Linked DNA regions of Pan troglodytes: all the other regions are linked to region 3. The links are chromatin contacts, called in public Hi-C maps. All regions are on one chromosome and are shown on one strand. The core of a region is the stretch at or near the end of the contact, and the rest is flanking DNA. Distances in the headings are between cores, read along the strand shown.

Region 1 (3,890 bases), core at 1,314-3,813, 220 kb before region 3:
TCGCCAAATGCTGCAGAGCCTGGGAACCAACCGCCTCCCTTCCAAGCCTGATGGAAGAAATGGCCTCCCTTCTAAGCCTGGTGGACTTGGGACATCTGAGACCAGAAAACCAGAGGCCAGCTGATTAAATATTAATAGTTAGCTGTTATGGGAAGGTCTCTTGAAAGAGTTCAAGACCAGCCTGGGAAACATATGGAGACGCCATATCTACAAATAGTAAATAAGTCAGCTGGGCATGTGCCTGTCGTCCCAGCTACTCAGGGCTAAGAGGGGAGGATCACTTGAGCTCAGGAAGTTGAGGCTGCAGCAGCTATGATTGTGCCACTGCATTCCAGCCTTGGTAAGAGAGCAAGACTTCATTTCAAAAAAAAAAAAAAAAAAAAAAAATCCTGTAATCCCAGCACTTTGGGAGCCTGAGGCGGGCAGATCATGAGGTCAAGAAATCGAGACCACCCTGGCCAACATGGTGAAACCCTGTCTCTACTAAAAATACAAAAATTAGCTGGGCATGGTGGCGGACGCCTGTAATCCCAACTACTTGGGAGGCTGAGGCAGGAGAATCGCTTGAACCTGGGAGGCGGAGGTTGCAGTGAGCCAAGATTGCGCCACTGCACTCCAGCCTGGGTGACAGAGTGAGATTCCGTCTAGAAGGAAAGAAAGAAAGAGAGAAAGAAAGAAAGAAAGAAAAAGAAAGAAAGAAAGAAAGAAAGAAAGAAAGAAAGAAAGAAAGAAGAAAGGAAGGAAGGAAGGAAGGAAGGAAGGAAGGAAGGAAGGAAGGAAGGAAGGAAAAGAAGTTAGCTGTGGTGTTAGCTGGGCCAAACTAAGAACACCAAGTCAGTTTTGTCTGTGTTTTACATCTACAATTTTAAATATCAAATGTAAACATTGAAAAGTTTTTTTTTTCCTTTGAACTGGTGAGTGGCTTTGGCTCCTAGCAGAACAAATGGAGAGAAAGCAATGAACTGTCTGTGGAGTGAGTGTGCATTAAAACGTGGAATGAGGATCTCCCCCACGGGGCGGGGAGACTGGGAGAAAGCTGCCAGAGGCTGCTGGCAAGAGATATCCACTGGTTCTAGACCTGGCGGAGAGCGCTGGAGGTGGGTGGGGAGGTGGGGGTTGGGGAGCATGTTGGAGTTGGGCTTGGGTCATTGTAAGTGAGCCGGGGTGGTTCTCTCTCAGGAAAGTACCAGAGAGGCCTGGCTCTGGGGAAGTTGGAGGTTTTACTCCCTGGCATCATCTGCAGTCGAGAGTGATCTGGCAGATACTATCTCTCCCAACCAACTTGGCAAGGCTCTGGTCCTGCGTGAGGAGGCAAGGAGTTCTCTTGGATGAGGTGAGCACACCCAGGTGAGGCAGCGCACAAGCTCTGCAGACAGAGGGAGGTTAGCATCCGGAAGAGGCAACTACACAGCTGCCACCCCATTCGGTACTTCTCTCAAGGCACACGGGCGGTGTGGCAGAGCCTGTTCCTTGCTGACCAGTGTCCATTCCCCCTTTCTTCCTTAGTATCGGATTCCAGTTTTATTTGGAGTGGTGATGGGGCTACATTTCCAGCCCTGCTTGCAGCAAGGATGGCCAACGAGACGCAAGCACAAGTCATGACGTGGATCTTCAAGGGGCCCGACTTGGTGGGCAGAGCGCTGTGTTGGCCTTTGGCGTTCCCCGTATTCCTCTGCGGAGGACTCTGCAGTAGCCCATGAGGTTACAGGGCTGATGCGAGGCTCGTGCTCTGGTAATGACTGATCATTTTGTAGGCTGCAGCCTATCTACAGATGTCTTTTAGATGGGCAAATAAACTCTCAATTTGGCAAAGTCACTCCGATTAGGACTCTTACTACCAGCTAAACAGAATTCCTAACTGATCCAGATGGACTTGGAGAGAAAAGAGCTCCCAGTCACTGGAGATGTGCAAGCATCAGTGGCAGGGGTTAGTGGGGCGAGGGGCCTGGCAGGGGCTGGGGGGGGCAAGTGCAGGACTAGAAGTATTTGCTATTTGGTGACCCTCTGTGAGGTGTTCAAATCCCAGCCTGCTGGGGCTATTGGTTAAATGGTTTTAGTCTGAGCCTTAAAACAACAACAGGCTCAAAAGAGAAGAAATTCATCACAAATTAGGGGCCCATTTGTGTCACCTGCCTCTAAACTCTGAGGCTCTGCAGCAGAAGAAGCCCTGTGTTGCTGGGGAGAAGGTGGCTTCACGGACACTCCCGTTTCAGTGTGACTGCTTTTGGGGCCTATAGGGGGCACTAAGGAACTATGGGATCTTGTTGCCTCTGTGGCGGGGTCAGCGCTCAGACCTCCAGCCACCCCAGCCAGCAAGAAGAAGGAATGGGGCTGGGGCTGGGACAAGGGTCGGTTATAATGGGTAGAAATGAAATCGCCCCTTCCCCATTCTTCTTAAAGATCTAAAATGCAGAGCACCTGATTTTAAAGTTCAGAAGAAAATGTCTCCCCTCCGCAATGAGAGCTTGACATTTCTGTCACTGAATCTTAGACTAGAAAGGGGCCTTGGAGATCCGCCAGTCCTCACTATTCATTCAGCAGATGAGAAACTGGAGGCCCGAGAAGGAAAGTGAGGGATCCAAAGAGAGGCAGGGCGTTAGCAGCAGGGCTGGGCCGCAGGCTGGGCCTTCCAACTTCCAGCAGAGTGTTCTTTCCACCACACCACACCCACCGTCTTGGCCACGTTTGTTCTCTTTTCTGGCCCTGGGGGGACTCTGGCAGGGCTGGGGGTCTGATGTGAACTGGAATCTGTTCAATTTCACCTCTCATTGCTCCTGCCAGCTCGCCAGCTCTGGCTGATGGAGGCAATTAGAACCAGACATCCCATAAGGGCATTCCAGAAAGATCTCTTAAAATTCCACAGCAGCTGGGGACTTGCCTTTCCCTGCAGGGATCATCTGGTGTGTAAATACCTAGTTGTGTAAGGCACAGGGTTGAGGGGCCATGCTTACACATACACAGTCTCTCAACCCACATTCACCCACAGATAGAAAAATAGAGAAATATTCAGTAGGAATTCCTTTCCTTTCTACCTCCCAAAGAGAGAAGTGAAGAATTTACAGGCCACCCCGGGAACATTTAATTACTTGCTGCTGAGGGATGGGCACTGTATTTGCACTGGGCAGTGGGTGGCAGAGGGTGGGGGACATCCCTGGTTTTCTTCCTTGCACTGCAGAGGGCTGCTTCCCACCACTGGGTTCCGAGGAAGGCCAAGCAGTGTTTGTGGCCAGCTTAGCAAATATGCAGTCCAGGAGCCTGGCTGAAAGGTGTTGCCTCAGTTTATCTGTGGGAGCCCTGAGGCACCAAAAGACAAAATGGCAGAGCAAGGAACTCCAACCCAGGACCACTGGCTTTGATTAACCTGTTCAATGATCTCCAGTGACTGTAACATCAAAACGGAAGGGCAGACCCTGGCTCATGAGTTGATGGAGCCCTCTCTTTCTCAGAGCTCCCATTTCACAGTTGTCACCAGTCAACCTTGCTTTGGCCAACAATGTGCTTCTGTTAGTTGGCCAGTGTTTAAGTAGACCCAGAGGGCCTTTTGTTAGAAGTCAGTGGGAAACAGCCAAAGCATTGCAAAGGCAGATGGAAAAACCGGACACGTTCTCTAACCTGAGGGAGCACCTAGTTCCACTGTGATTTACAGGAGGCTAGAAGGGGAAGGAAAGGGTCATCATTCTGACAAGTCTACATACCAAATTGGTTGCAGAGCTTAGGAGAGAGCCCACATCTTCTGTTTCCCAGACTAGAGTGTTTTCAACACCATCACACCACCACTCCCAACTCCTCCCTTTGAGGTTGCATTTGGCCTGAATATCCCATGAGAGTAGTGTAAAACAGTGTTAAAAAATTAAATCAGGTCATGATTACTATAATTTTTTATTGGGTAG
Region 2 (3,807 bases), core at 294-2,793, 130 kb after region 3:
GGCGGGGGCGAGGAGCAAACTTGGAGGCCCCCACCTCGCCCCCGGGCTGTTGCGAATGCGGCTTTCGGCCGAGTGAAAACCCCAAGCCCGAAAGTGAGGGTGGGGAGGCGGGGGTTGGAAGAATTCCCCACTCTCCACCCCGGGTGTGCGCTCCCCGCCCGGAAGAGCTGACCTTGGCCTGGGGAGGCGGGGGTGGGGAGAGAGGGTAAGCGCCGGGGCTCGGCTCCCAGCCCGCCGCCCCCTCGGATTCCTGGCCCGGCGGGGCCGGAGGAGGGGGCCCCGGACACACACACACACACCCCACACGCAGCGCGCGCCAATGAGCCCGGGCCAGGCGCAGGGGGCGGGGTTTTCCCAGGCTCGAGCACAGCAGCTGCTATTTACCTTCTTGGCTTCTCCCGGGGACCAGGAACCGGCCCCCGCTCTCCGCCGCCCGTCGCCGCCCCCCGCCTCCCTGCCCCCGGGGCGCGCGCACACACACTCACTCACACACGCACACACACACACATCCTCCCGGCCCGGCCGCAGCCGCGGCGGCAATAAAACATCCTGGCACGTGCTCCGGCTCCAGGCGCGCCCACGCCGGCCGGCTGATGTCAAACTGCAGCTCGGCTGGTGTAGCTCTTAAAGGGCCCGCGGGCGCCGGGGGCCGAGGCCGCCCGCGGGGCGAGGAGGGAGAGGCTGCTTCCTTGCCCGCCACCTCAACGCGCCGCAGAACCTAAAGCCTACGGATGAAAAGGGAAAGGGTGGTGAAGGAGGGCGCGAGTCCCTGAGGCATTGCCCTCGGAGCCCCCCTTGCTCATTTTTTCATTTGAAATACCGTTTCCTTCCACCCAGTTGCAAATTATTCTGATTGTTTCCTGGGGAAGCCCGGGGTCTAAGGCCCCAAATCCAGAAGAGGAATTTCGGAAAGACGGGGTGGGGGTGGGGTGGGGAAGGGATTCAAGAACTACCTTGCTCCGAAAAACCTGTATTTGTAAGGTAGAAGGCAATTTTTCCTTTTTCTGCATGGAAACAGTAAAATTTTTTTGGCCCTTTTCCTTTACCATCCACTTTCACCCTCCTGAATGTAAAGTCTGAGCGGGAACTTTAGATGTGTCGGTAACTCACACTCTTACACGCGTCCCCCCCCCCCGCCCCCTTTTAACCACTGCTGTTTTTTTCTTTATTGTTTATACCTTTAAAAAAATATGTTTCAAATGAACTTACTACAGTCAAAGCAGCTCTGTTACATATGAGAGAGGGCATAAAGAGCAAAGACCCTGGCTCCAAAAGAAATAGACAAGATCAAAACCAAAGCGGAAAGAAAAAAAAAATCTCTAAACCAAAGCCCAGAGGGAGAGTAGCAAAGGGTTAAAATCCTTTTGATTGACGTTGTAGCCTCCGGTGCCCTGGGCTCAGGCGCGCGCCATTGGCCGCCAGACCTTGTGCCTGGCGGCCAATGGGGGGGCGCGGTCCACGAGCGGTGCCGCGTGTCTCCTCCTCCCATTGGCTGAAAGTTACTGTGGGAAAGAAAGTTTGGGAAGTTTCACACGAGCCGTTCGCGTGCAGTCCCAGATATATATAGAGGCCGCCAGGGCCTAGGGATCACACAGGATCCGGAGCTGGTGCTGATAACAGCGGAATCCCCCGTCTACCTCTCTCCTTGGTCCTGGAACAGCGCTACTGATCACCAAGTAGCCACAAAATATAATAAACCCTCAGCACTTGCTCAGTAGTTTTGTGAAAGTCTCAAGTAAAAGAGACACAAACAAAAAATTCTTTTTCGTGAAGAACTCCAAAAATAAAATTCTCTAGAGATTAAAAAAAAAAAAAAAAGGAAAATGCCAGCTGATATAATGGAGAAAAATTCCTCGTCCCCGGTGGCTGCTACCCCAGCCAGTGTCAACACGACACCGGATAAACCAAAGACAGCATCTGAGCACAGAAAGGTAAGGGCGGTACCTGTATCTCTTTGCAGCCCCTCAAAATTAAGTAGGGGTTGGGGGGCTTCTTTCTGTCTTGAAACCCCGGGATGGCAGATTCCATGGGAACACAGAACTCTTTTTTTTTATTTGCAGTCATCAAAGCCTATTATGGAGAAAAGACGAAGAGCAAGAATAAATGAAAGTCTGAGCCAGCTGAAAACACTGATTTTGGATGCTCTGAAGAAAGATGTAAGTGGGGAAATGCTGCTCGCTCTTTTAATTAAAAAACAAACACTTTCTCAGCTACTAAGAGTGAAACCCCCCGCCCTGCGGGGTCTGGCACTCGCTGGTACTGCGTTCTCCCAGGCGGGAGGGCCCGGCCTTATTCGCTGGGGTCCAGAGATAATGCTTGCGCTCCGTGGCCGGGAGGAGGGACCCCCAGCACTCTGAAGCAGCTGACACGGGGCTCACTTTCCTTTCTTGCCTCCTCCTATGCAGAGCTCGCGGCATTCCAAGCTGGAGAAGGCGGACATTCTGGAAATGACAGTGAAGCACCTCCGGAACCTGCAGCGGGCGCAGATGACGGGTGAGGGCGGCTCGCCGCGTCCCCCTGTGCGGGCGTCCCGCTCGCCTCGCGGTGATTTCTTCCAGACTTCCGCCCGTGGTTGTGAGAGGCATTCAGCTACATTTTACTGCCTTGGCTCACTCTCGCGTTCCCACGGTCTGGGGCTTATTTATAGCCACAACTCCAAGTTGTTACTGTTCCGGAAAGGGAGGGAAAGAGGTTGCAGCCGCGAGGGTGGCGGGCGGCGGGTAGGGGCGAAAGGACTTACGACTGTGGCGGTTTGGAACTGCGTGGAGCCTGGGGGTCACTGGTTTAGCACTCCTTCCCGTTGCAGAAGGGGAAATGAGGCTTGGATGATGGATTGGGAGGCATTGTCCAAGGTCACATCGCGCGCGGGGGTGGGGGTGACAGATCTGGGGCTGAGATAGGTTTAAATGCAGCTACAGGGAATCGGGAAGGAGTGGCTCGGCTTTTGGCAGCAACGCTAGTGTGGAGAAGTGGCTGGTTTTTTCTAAACCCATCTCACCCTCCCTGCCGGAGGCAGTTTCACGGGCGCATGGTCAGGGAGGCGCGCCACAGGGACCTCCCAGGGCGGAGGCAGTGGCCACGGGGCCAGGGCCGTTCGGTGACCCGTCTGCCTCTTTCTGGCCCGCAGCTGCGCTGAGCACAGACCCAAGTGTGCTGGGGAAGTACCGAGCCGGCTTCAGCGAGTGCATGAACGAGGTGACCCGCTTCCTGTCCACGTGCGAGGGCGTTAATACCGAGGTGCGCACTCGGCTGCTCGGCCACCTGGCCAACTGTATGACCCAGATCAATGCCATGACCTACCCCGGGCAGCCGCACCCCGCCTTGCAGGCGCCGCCACCGCCCCCACCGGGACCCGGCGGCCCCCAGCACGCGCCGTTCGCGCCGCCGCCGCCTCTCGTGCCCATCCCCGGGGGCGCGGCGCCCCCTCCCGGCGGCGCACCCTGCAAGCTGGGCAGCCAGGCTGGAGAGGCGGCTAAGGTGTTTGGAGGCTTCCAGGTGGTACCGGCTCCCGATGGCCAGTTTGCTTTCCTCATTCCCAACGGGGCCTTCGCGCACAGCGGCCCTGTCATCCCCGTCTACACCAGCAACAGCGGCACCTCCGTGGGCCCCAACGCAGTGTCACCTTCCAGCGGCCCCTCGCTTACGGCGGACTCCATGTGGAGGCCGTGGCGGAACTGAGGGGGCTCAGGCCACCCCTCCTCCTAAACTCCCCAACCCACCTCTCTTCCCTCCGGACTCTAAACAGGAACTTGAATACTGGGAGAGAAGAGGACTTTTTTGATTAAGTGGTTACTTTGTGTTTTTTTT
Region 3 (4,026 bases), core at 861-3,360:
GCTTTCAATCACCGGCAGCAAGATAAGGAGCAGTCCAGGAAAGTTTTCAGAAGGGGATGACATTGCTATTAAGACTTACGAGCTGAAGGGAATTCAGTAGCTGCAGATAGAGCCTTTCAGATCGAGGAGGTGGCCCGCGAAGGGGATTCCACTGTCACAAAACATAAAGGCTCTGCACTTCCGTTCCCCACTCCTCGGAGAAGGAGGGTAAAACACGAAGGCTCTGCACTTCCGTTCCCCCACTCCTCGGAGAAGGAGGGTAAAACACGAAGGCTCTGCACTTCCGTTCCCCCACTCCTCGGAGAAGGAGGGTAAAACACGAAGGCTCTGCACTTCCGTTCCCCACTCCTCGAGAAGGAGGGTGAGAAGAGCTGGGCCCTCAGAACCCAGGACCACATAAGAAGTTTTTTCTGTTTAAGACAGCCTTCTTCTCCACTATTTGTCTGGTAAATACCTCGTCTTCAAGCCCCAGCCTAAGGACGCCTCCTCTGGGAAGCCCACCATGACTTTTCCAGGCAGGGTTAGTTGTCCTGTCTGCTGCACTCCTACTACCCTCTGTTCTAGACAGTTAGGGAAATTTAGAAGTTAGGCAAACAGGCTCTGCCACCATTCTGCCTGAGTTCAAATCCTTGCTCAGCCACTGCGTTGCTGAGTCATCTGAAGCAAGGCACTCCCCTCTCTGGGCCTCAGTTTTACCATGTTAAACGGCGTAACGATGGCACTGTCCTCCTGAAGTCACCGTGAGGATGAAACAAGGCAATGTCCCTAAAGCAAGTGCCTGCCGTAGTGTCTGCTCTTGTTACTCATAACCATGGGCTGCTCTTACTGGAAGGTGCTTGTGACCGCAAGAACCCTAAGGGCCAGGGCTATTCATCTCTGAATCTCTCTCTGCAGTGTTTAGAGGTGCTGTCCACAAGTCAGGTGTTCAATTTCTATCTTCTGAAGGACTGAACAAAACATGGCTATGAAAAGGGACAAAATGAATCAAGCCTTAATGCAAAGACACAGTAAATGCAGGTGAAATGACAGGAAAGGAGAAAGGACTGTAGGAAAGTAAATGGGGGAGAGGAGACGGTGCACCGCCTTCAGAGGAGAAAAATTCCTATTAAATTCCTGTTCCGCCTGTAATCTCAGCACTTTGGGAGGCCGAGTTGGGTGGATCACCTGAGGTCAGGAGTTCGAGACCAGCCTGACCAACATGGTGAAACCCTGTCTCTACTAAAAATACAAAAATTAGCCAGGCGTGGTGGTGGGCGCCTGTAATCCCAGCTACTCGGGAGGCTGACGCTGGAGAATCCCTTGAACCCCGGAGGCGGAGGTTGCAGTGAGCCAAGATCTCACCACTGCACTCCAAGCCGGACAACAGAGCGAGACTCTGTCTCAAAAAATAAAAAATTCTCGTTCATCTCTTAACGTGGGGACTTGCCCATTTATATTTGGACGGTATTTTTCTCTGGCTTTCCCACTTCCCGGGGCCTTGGAGCTCCCTCCCCCGCAGGGCGGCTTCTCTCCTCCTCCTCCCTCCTCCCTCCGGCTCCCAGGGGAAGGGCCGCGGCCGCAGCCCTGACCTCGCCTCCCACGCGGGCCAGCAGCCGGCCAGCCCGCGGGCGGGGCAGGAAGGGGGAGCCGAGGCTCCGGGCACCCGAGATCCTTAACTGCAGCTTCCAAAGCCCTGGCTGATCCTAATCAGTGTGGGAAAGGAGCGCCGGGCCCAGCCCGCCGGCCGGAGACGCCGCCTCTTTTCATAAACTTTATCGCCGCGGTGCACAGCCGCTGATAAAGCACCATAAATAAACGAGCGGGCGGGAGTGCGCGGCTGTCCGGAGGCTGCCGGAGCGCACGCCCTGCCTCGGCCCTGCAGCTCCCGGGGGAAATGAATCACACGCCGGGCTGCAAAGAGCAGCATGTTCTCCTCTCCAGACCAAGGCCGTAAATAATAATGCGTTCTTTCCCTACGTGGAGACCCTCACCTTTTGTCTTATGCATTCCGTAAAAAGCTCAGGAGTTTCCTTCTGGCTGCCTGGCCTCCCCTCCTTGCCCCGGGAGTTAGGAGTGCTCTGTTCTGACTTAGGCGTTTCCCTAGGGTGGAGCTCCTGGGCCTGGGTTGGGCCTGGGCGTGTGGCTCCGTGATCGTAAGTCCCCTCTGGCTCTTGCACAACAGACCGAGGCTGGAGCAGGGCAGGGAGGCCGCAGTGGGGGCTGGGTTAGGAGGGGGGTGGTTTGACATCTCAAGTGGTAAGTGATGGTGAGCCCGGTTCCCGCCGTGGTGGCCAAGGACATGTGTGGTGGATAGCCTGCTGCAGCTGAGTCATCGAGGAACCCTGGGTACAGCTTATTCAGAGGCCAAGGGAGAGTGCATACCCTGATCACAAAGAAAGAAGACTTTGCCCCACTTGATGGCGTGTTCAGCAGGCCGCATGATCCGTGTCCCTTAGCTGTTGAAGTTTTGACTTGGGGGGTGCCCGAAGTTAATCTATGGTACAATTTTGGGGAGTAGAGTTTGAGGATGATTCCAGGAACATGAAACAATCTAGAATGTCAGGGGTGTGTGGAACAGCCCAAAGCAGGCCAGCTCCGCCACAAGGTCCAGTCTCTAACCCAACCCTGCTGCCACTCAGCTCTGTGGCCTCAGGCAACCACTGCCCTTCTCTGAGCCTCAGTTTCCCCATCCTTCTAATGATCTCTAAAGAGATCTTCCGGCTCTTCTGCTCACTTAGTGAGAAATAACATCCTTGCTATAAATTCTTCCATTTCCGAGGTGTCCCAGCACAGGCCCCTCTGAAGAAACACTGTAATGTCCACTTAGAAGAAACCAGGGCGTGGGCCATTTCCGTAACTGACACCTCGTTAGCGAGATTAGCACTGGAAATTACCTCCTGGGGAGGTTACAGAGGTTCAGGAGCCCTCTAGCCAGAATAAAGTCAGCTTGTGAGGTAAAAAGATTTAAAAATAAAATCCAGTACTTGATTACAGCATTAGGTCAGTGTTTCTCTGTGCCCCAAGGATAAGCTCCATGGTGGCTGGGGTTCTGCTTCCTGTGAGAAGGATTGGCTGGCTTGAAACATCTCATCCCCAAAAGTCAAATGTTTCCTTTAGTGGGAAGCAGGGCCGGGAAGGAAGGAACTTCTGGTTGCAGCTCTAGAGAGAGAGGAACCTAGGAGTCCTGATAGATTATTTATGGTTCAGCACTCCTAGAGAGTGTGGATTTTGGGAGCTGACTCCTCCAGCCATGGCCAACAAGAGCCGATCACTCATGAAATAGAAATGAACAATGGCGGCCAGGCACGGTGGCTCACGCCTGTAATCCCGGCACTTTGGGAGGCGGAGGCGGGTGGATCACGAAGTCAGGAGTTCTAGACCAGCCTGGCTAACATGGTGAAACCATGTCTCTACTAAAAATACAAAAATTAGCTGGGTGTAGTGGCGAGCGCCTATAATCCCAGCTACTCGGGAGGCTGAGGCAGGAGAATTGCTTGAACCAGTGAGGCGGAGGTCGCAATGAGCCGAGACAGTGCCACTGCACTTCAGCCTGGGCGACAGAGTGAGACTCCATCTAAAAAAAAATAAAAATAAGAAATAAAAGACATGAACAAAGGCCTGGTTCTTCTAGTACCCATTTCTGACACCACATGTCCCAGGAAACATGTGGCCCCAGACAGCCTTCATTTCCTGCTCTCCGGACAGAAGGCCACTCAGTCTTGTTTCCTTTATTTGCATAATGTCAAGAAAAATGAGTCACACCAGATTGTCATGTGTTAAGTAATATTGGCAAAGGTTTCCAACTGAGTTTAGAGTTGATTTCTTACCAAGGAACAATCACTCACTCTATTGCTGATTTATTACGATGTGAATGTGATCATTCTCTGAGTCTCAGTTTTCCATCCGTGAATCCTTGTGATTTTTAATTTTTCATGTAGGACTGTCATGAGAAGTAAGATTTTTAAATTTCCAGAACAGAAATAGGTAAGGGAAACATCTAAGTGTGACTCCTCCAAAATCACTCTTGCTTCCAATTTTGTCTGCTGT

The links. Hi-C and Micro-C count contacts between places; a contact is called where the count stands out from the background.
Region 1: a contact with region 3 is called in a Hi-C map of induced pluripotent stem cells, with 1.8 times the contacts expected there. The contact joins two enhancer-like sites. A contact is called at or near these places in 4 of 7 Hi-C or Micro-C datasets (blood, induced pluripotent stem cells and stem cell-derived neural progenitor cells).
Region 2: a contact with region 3 is called in a Hi-C map of stem cell-derived neural progenitor cells, with 3 times the contacts expected there. The contact joins the promoter of HES1 here to the enhancer-like site in region 3. A contact is called at or near these places in 2 of 7 Hi-C or Micro-C datasets (blood and stem cell-derived neural progenitor cells).

The regions. Positions count from the first base shown.
Region 1 is chr2:196,965,243-196,969,132 of NHGRI_mPanTro3-v2.0_pri, forward strand. No RefSeq gene overlaps it. Among named protein-coding and RNA genes, the nearest start is that of ATP13A4, 200 kb to the left of the region's middle. Within about 2 kb of position 2,564, at least 6 of the 24 cell types and tissues checked have an H3K27ac peak or open chromatin away from gene starts, as enhancers often do. A contact at or near this core is called in induced pluripotent stem cells and stem cell-derived neural progenitor cells, where this site is marked.
Region 2 is chr2:197,318,285-197,322,091 of NHGRI_mPanTro3-v2.0_pri, forward strand. HES1 (hes family bHLH transcription factor 1) reads left to right here and starts at 1,544. Exons shown (of 4, transcript XM_516956.7): 1 at 1,544-1,931; 2 at 2,061-2,156; 3 at 2,406-2,493; 4 at 3,128-3,807. The coding sequence starts at 1,824. The coding sequence ends at 3,678.
Region 3 is chr2:197,185,236-197,189,261 of NHGRI_mPanTro3-v2.0_pri, forward strand. No RefSeq gene overlaps it. Among named protein-coding and RNA genes, the nearest start is that of HES1, 130 kb to the right of the region's middle. Within about 2 kb of position 2,111, at least 11 of the 24 cell types and tissues checked have an H3K27ac peak or open chromatin away from gene starts, as enhancers often do. A contact at or near this core is called in induced pluripotent stem cells and stem cell-derived neural progenitor cells, where this site is marked.